2 separate regions of the Athene noctua genome follow, and region 2 is linked to region 1. The links are chromatin contacts, called in public Hi-C maps. All regions are on one chromosome and are shown on one strand. The core of a region is the stretch at or near the end of the contact, and the rest is flanking DNA. Distances in the headings are between cores, read along the strand shown. Region 1 holds the start of CTDSPL (CTD small phosphatase like). Region 2 holds the start of PLCD1 (phospholipase C delta 1).

Evidence for each region. A called contact is a pair of places that touch in the nucleus more often than the background predicts.
Region 2: a contact with region 1 is called in a Hi-C map of liver, with 4 times the contacts expected there. The contact joins the promoter of PLCD1 here to the promoter of CTDSPL in region 1. A contact is called at or near these places in 2 of 2 Hi-C or Micro-C datasets (heart and liver).

What each region holds. Positions count from the first base shown.
Region 1 is chr2:108,026,925-108,029,874 of bAthNoc1.hap1.1, reverse strand. CTDSPL (CTD small phosphatase like) reads right to left here and starts at 1,434. Exons shown (of 7, transcript XM_074899843.1): 1 at 915-1,434. The coding sequence starts at 990.
Region 2 is chr2:108,228,459-108,231,408 of bAthNoc1.hap1.1, reverse strand. PLCD1 (phospholipase C delta 1) reads left to right here and starts at 1,385. Exons shown (of 15, transcript XM_074899849.1): 1 at 1,385-1,653. The coding sequence starts at 1,620.

The sequences.
Region 1 (2,950 bases), core at 185-2,684:
TTCTACCAGCACTGCCTGTAACAAGGCATAAACTCAAAATCCAAATAACTTCCAAAATCTGGAAGAATCACACACAACTCCCCAGAACTTGAACCCTGCCACTTACCCATACCCTTCTCATCGCCAACTGCAAGGACAAAACCACTTACAGCCCAAGATGCCTCTGAGCTTCTGAAAGTAAACGAGGTTAAGGGCAATCATCACCACCTAGACTTTTGAGGAGCAGCAGCTCCTCCGGCCAAGCTGAATTCCTCTTATTTTGGAGTAAAATGTAACAAGTGTGATGTCTTATGCAAAGCAACAACTACTTATCTCCAGAGTATAAGAGAGCCTGCTCTTAGAAGTAGCCCATGTTTCTTTCTGAGACGCACAAGTATGCTCCAACAACAAACCTGAAAGCTACAGATTCTTAAATGTTAGTTATGAAGAAATAGAGGAAAAAAGAGGGTAATCAGGAAACCTTTCCTTGCGAAAAAATTGGGGAAAAAATCTTAAAACTTTCAGCAGACTCCAAAACCTTCCACCACATCCAGCACAGGTATCCCCTCCCTGAAGCAGGGTACTAACTGCATAGTGACCACCTTACGAAGTTACCTCATCGACCCTCAAGGAGCAAGAGTATTTTATTTAAATAACTGCTGATTAAAGTTAATATTCAAATGCTGTAACAAGTTCTCAGCTGTATCCAGCAAGTAGTTTCAGCGCCCTTCATGCAAATATTTTCATCCCACAAAAAAAAAAAAACCAACCCAACAAGCCCTCCTCTATTCCCAGCAGCCTAGAGAGACGATTATATGGTCGCTGAAGAATGCAAGTTGTTACTACGTGCATTTTTAAGCAGTGATTTCCAGAAAAAAACAAAACACAACACCAAAAAAACAAACAAACATGAAGAAAGAGAGAAGGCAGCTCACCTTTATCCTGAGTGCAGGATAGGATCTCCTCCTCTTTGGGGTTAGTCACCTGGGTGATAATGGACGGGTTGTCCATGGAAACAGAGTGAGATTCCACCTGGCTATTTCCCTCCCAGAGGCAGGCTTGTGTGCGGGGGGGATTTGTTTGTTTGTTTAAAAATCAATATGCTGATTTGTATTTAAAAAAGAAAAAAAAAAAAACAAACAACAAAAAAACACAACTCCTCCAGGAGCGAAGCCAAGCTGGGGGGGGGGGGGGGGGAAGGGGGAAGGGGGGGAAGGGGGGAGCACCGCGCTTAGGGGCCCCTCCGGTAGCGCTGCCACCGCCGCCTCCTCCAGGCGCCAATTCTCCACGGAGGCGGAGGGGGAGGGGGGGGGGGGAGGCGAATCAACCCCCCCCTTAAAAAAACTAGTAATTAATCCAATTCACCCTTCCGGGAAGCCCTCCGCAACGTCCCCCCCGAGCCCCCGCCGGAGCCGCCGCCGCCGCCTCCCGAGGCGGGGGAAGTGCCCCCGGCCCTCCGCGCCGCACCTCCCCCCGCAGCCAGCCCCCGCCTCACACCGCCCCCCGCATCCACCTGAGCCGCCCCGCGGGGCCTCCCCCGAGCGCGTCCCCCGGTACAGCCTCCCGCTCCCTACATACCCCCCCCCGCCGCCGCCGCCCTCCTCCTCGCTTATCTCATCCCCGCGCCCCCCTGCCCCGGCCCCGGCCCCGGCCCCGGCCCCCCTCACACCTCCGCCCCGGCCCTCCCTCCCCCCCACCCCCCTTCCCGCGGGCAGCGCTGCGGGCTCAGCGGAGCGACGCCGCGCCGCCCCCTCCTCCTCCTCCTCCTCCTCCTCCTCCTCCTCCTCCTCCTCCTCCGCCCCCCTTTCCCGGGTCACGGGCCGCCGCCGTGCGCGGGCGCGGAGGGAAGCGCGGTGCAAGGGGAGGAAGGGAGGGGAAAGGGGCCGAGCCGAGCCGCGCCGCGCGCCCCGGCCGCGCTCCCCGCGCTGCGCCACAGCCCCGCCGCCGCGCTCGCAGCCTGTCAGCCCGCCCGGCGCGGCCCGCGCCCCGCCCCGCCCCGCCCCCGCGCCGCGGGACGCTCCAACATGGAGGCGGGGAGCGGGCAGCGCCCGGGCCCCGCTGCGCGGTAAACAAGGAGGCGTGGCCACGGCGGCGGGGGCGTGGCCACGGCGGCGGGGGCGGGGCGAGGCGCCTGCGGAGCCGGCGCGCTGGGGGCGGGGCGTGGCGGGGCGCTGGGGGCGGCTATTGTTGCTGCGTACAAAAGGCTTTCTTCCCCCTTTACCGCGAGGAGGGGGCGGGGCCAGCGGCGGGGCGGGGCGGGGCGGGGCGGGGCGGGGCGGGGCGGGGCGGGGCGGGGCGGGGCGGGGCGGGGCGGGGCGGGGCGGCCCTCGCTCATTTGAAGGGGCCCTCGGAGCTGTGAGGCCTTAGGGAGGCGGGAAAGGGGTTTGTGCGCCCTTTCTCCCTAGCCCGCCTCCCCAGTCCTACTGTGTCCTCGCTGGGCCGAGCAGGAGCTGGTTTCCTTCGGGAACAGGTCTAAGTTGTCTGAGGAGGAGGTGTGGGGAGTGAAATATTTTTACAAGTGGCCATGAGGTGTTTTTCAGAGGTGAGTGTGTGACTAGAAAGTACCAAGGGCAGTCTTGGCAGATTCTTTCAGAGAAAGTACTTTTTATTTTTTTCCTTGAGCATCTTGAAAAGCGTGTCTGACTCTCCAGGAATTCCCAATACTGCTGTTTGCTGGTGCATCAGGAGACCGCACAGCATATGTGCCCCGCTTCTTCTGCCCTTCTCAAGCGCTTGCTGTTGGCCAGGGTCATGCGCATGGTGGTGGGGAAGGTAGGTGGGAGAGCTCACCCAGAGTAAGAGCTCTTTTATTGGGCTGTCAGTGTGTAAAATCAAGAGAAAACCTTTAAGAAAGCATGGTGGTGTATTGAATGCAAATAAGGAATTGCAGCCTCCTTTCTCTCTTAGAAAAAAAAAAAAACAACCTCTAATGTATATACAAGCTTGTATTGCAACCTTGTTGCAGAAAGGA
Region 2 (2,950 bases), core at 136-2,635, 200 kb before region 1:
ACACTCCCTCCAGTGCTCTTCCCCATCAGCTGAAAGGGTGAGGGGTTTTCATGGTGTCCTCCAGAAATCCCCCTGCCTTACGGTCCCATTGCCTTGAGGCTTTTAAGGCTGTACGAGGAATCTCTTGGGTGCCTCCAGCTGCTCTCCTGTCTGCCAGCACCTGACCTTGCTGCCAAACAGTTTGCCCCTGCCCAAGTCAATGTCTCCTTGTCTGTGAGTTTGCAAAAGGGCTGCTCCTTTGTGGGTCCTTTGGAAAGTGTCTAGTGGGAGATGAGCCCCCCCATGCCATACTGGTGTCCATGAGGTAGAGAGTGGGCTTTTGAGGAGTCATGAGCTGAATCTCTGCTTTTTTTTTCTCCACTTGTTTGGTTTTGTGATTTTTATACTAGCATGGGGAATTTTGCTATATTAGGGTAGTTTTCTTAGGTGGTGGCAGCAGCCTTATATCTGTGGACTGTAAAGCTATCTGAGAGCAACATCTGGGCTGTCAAAGGAGCTGCCCAGTTCTGGCAGGGAGGGACAAACAGTCCTAGTCCCAAAGTATTTTTTACCATGTGTGTCCCATATCTGTCACCATCAGAGAGAGACTTTTCTGTCAGTGGAGCTGCCAGGTTTACAGCTGCTGAGGAGCGAGGCCTTTGAATCTGCCAAAAACTCCATCAATTGTTTGCATCAAGATAACCAGAAATGGAAATAAACAACAGAAAAACAATAACTGAAAACCTCCCCCAAATATTCAAGTAGAGGGAAACTTTATTTTCCCACACTAGATTCCCTTTCATTCCCCCTCCCTGTTTGCCAGCATCATCTTTCCACCCTTAAAAATATCTAATTCAAGAGTAGGGGACAGAGTGGAAGAAATCGGTTCCACCCAGTAAAAGCCCGTGGATCATGCAGGTTTTTCTGCTTTCTGTCTTGCTGTCTCAAATGCAAAGCTTGTAACTTCTGCTTTGAGCTCATGCCTCTGTGAGTGTTTGTGGTTACAGCTTCTATTTCTACATTGGCAAACTCTGACCTGTTTTTCTTTTCTTTTTCTTTTTTTTTTTTTTTTTCCCCTTGAAAAAAGAAATCTGCCCCCACCAGTGTCTAAAAGCTCTTTAGACCTAGACTCTGACCACTGGCATCTGTTCAAGGCCTTTTCCTTGATTTGGGGACCGTGAAGGAGAGATCTGCAGCACTCCGTGTCTTCTGGAAGCCTTGCCAGAAAGGAACGGAGCGTGAAAACGTGCCAGCAGCAGGAAAAGAAGCATCGTTGTCAAGCTGCGGCGGTAGCAAAATGCAGGAGGCTGGGCCAGCAGTGAAGACGCCAGATTTCAGCAGGGAGGAGCCAGGGCCAGCGCGGCGCTGGGGCTCGGGCGCTTGGCCTCAGTCGATGCGCTGGGCAGGCGGTGGCCTGCGGATGCGGGAGAGAGATAAATGAGGAGTCATAGCGAAGACGCATTTCCAGCCAAGGCGAAGGAGGAGGCCTCTCCGAAGGGAGCTGACGTTGGGGATTACTGGAGCAGAGAGCAGGGGGAGCCTGGCCGGTCTGGCTTCCACCCCGGGCCAGCCCTAACATCTGGGCACAGCTGTTTTCCTGGAGCCTTTTCTGCTGCTGCACATCGGCTTGTTTTGCAGCAATGGAATCGAATGGCACTTTCCTCGCTTGCAACAGTAAGTCTGTAGAAATGTCCTTGCTTTTCAGCTCTCTTATCTTGTCCAAGAGCTTTATTTTTCTACTCTCTTCTCTCTGTCCTCTGCCTCCCCATTCTCTCATTTGGAAGTAGTGCGGCGTTTAGTCAGTGTTACAGAGAGATGACCGATTTTTCTGTTGGTAGAAAGGGTTTCTTGGCTGGACAAGCATCTGCAAGTCCAGAAAAGTTGATCCAAATCTCCTCCCCTTTATGGTGAAACTCAAGGTGGGACGGATGCTCAACTGAGGAAACTCTCTGGGCTCTGGTGAAGACAGCAGAGCCAGGATAAATTACCTAGGCTCAAGATCTGCCCCTAAGACTCTTTAAATGTTAAATACAAAAAAAATTAAAATATTTCTAAAAAAGAAGAAATCCTCTCTGCCCTTCCAGCAAGTGAGAGTTAAGTAAGATTCAACTGGTACCAAGATTGAGAGACTTGTCTGACAGACGGGGTAATGAAATATCCCTTATTCCCTTGTCTGACTTTAATATATTGCTTTATTACCTCCTCACTGTATTTTACTTACTCTGATGAGCAGAAACAACTCAAGGCTGTGATAGCTACAGATTGAAAAGAAGATATTGTGATCCCACAGAAATGGGAAAAGTCTACAGTGATTGTTTTTAGTTCATGAGATAGGTGCTTTCTTACTATCAATGAGCTATAAACAAAAATAAACTTATAGAGCAATAAGTGATGGACCATAAACATAATCAGTTTAGCATTATCAGAAGAAATGTGAAAAGATTCCCCCAGGCTCAAGAAATCTTCCCTCTTATTTTCCCAGATGCTCGAAATCTGGCAGGAAGGTGAAACAGAGGTTAATGTTATACTTTCTGTAGGTATCTCATTCATTATACAACCACTGGGGAAAGAATGCTAAGAAATACATCTGGAACTATTAAAATATTTCCTATTGTTGCCTGTGGGTCATTTTTCGGTGAATATTATTTAGTCTTCGGTGGTTAGGAACCAAGGAGAATTCAGTGGCTGTTTCTTAATCTATTTTCTTGTCTCAAGCAGAAAAATACACAAGTGTTGAATAAGCTGAGCTTTTAAAAAAGTATTTACTGAAATTCTTTGACACATAACACACACAAGTGCCAAAGTCACTCCAAATGCCAGACTACTTAGACAAGAAAAGTTGCTCACATGTTGGTTTGTTAGCAGGATCAGACTTGTGCTATGTAGTTTGTCAGAAATTTCTCAGATACTATGGTTTATAGATATGTTTTGTCTACAGCTGTATGTTGAAACTCAGTTACTTTCAGTTTCT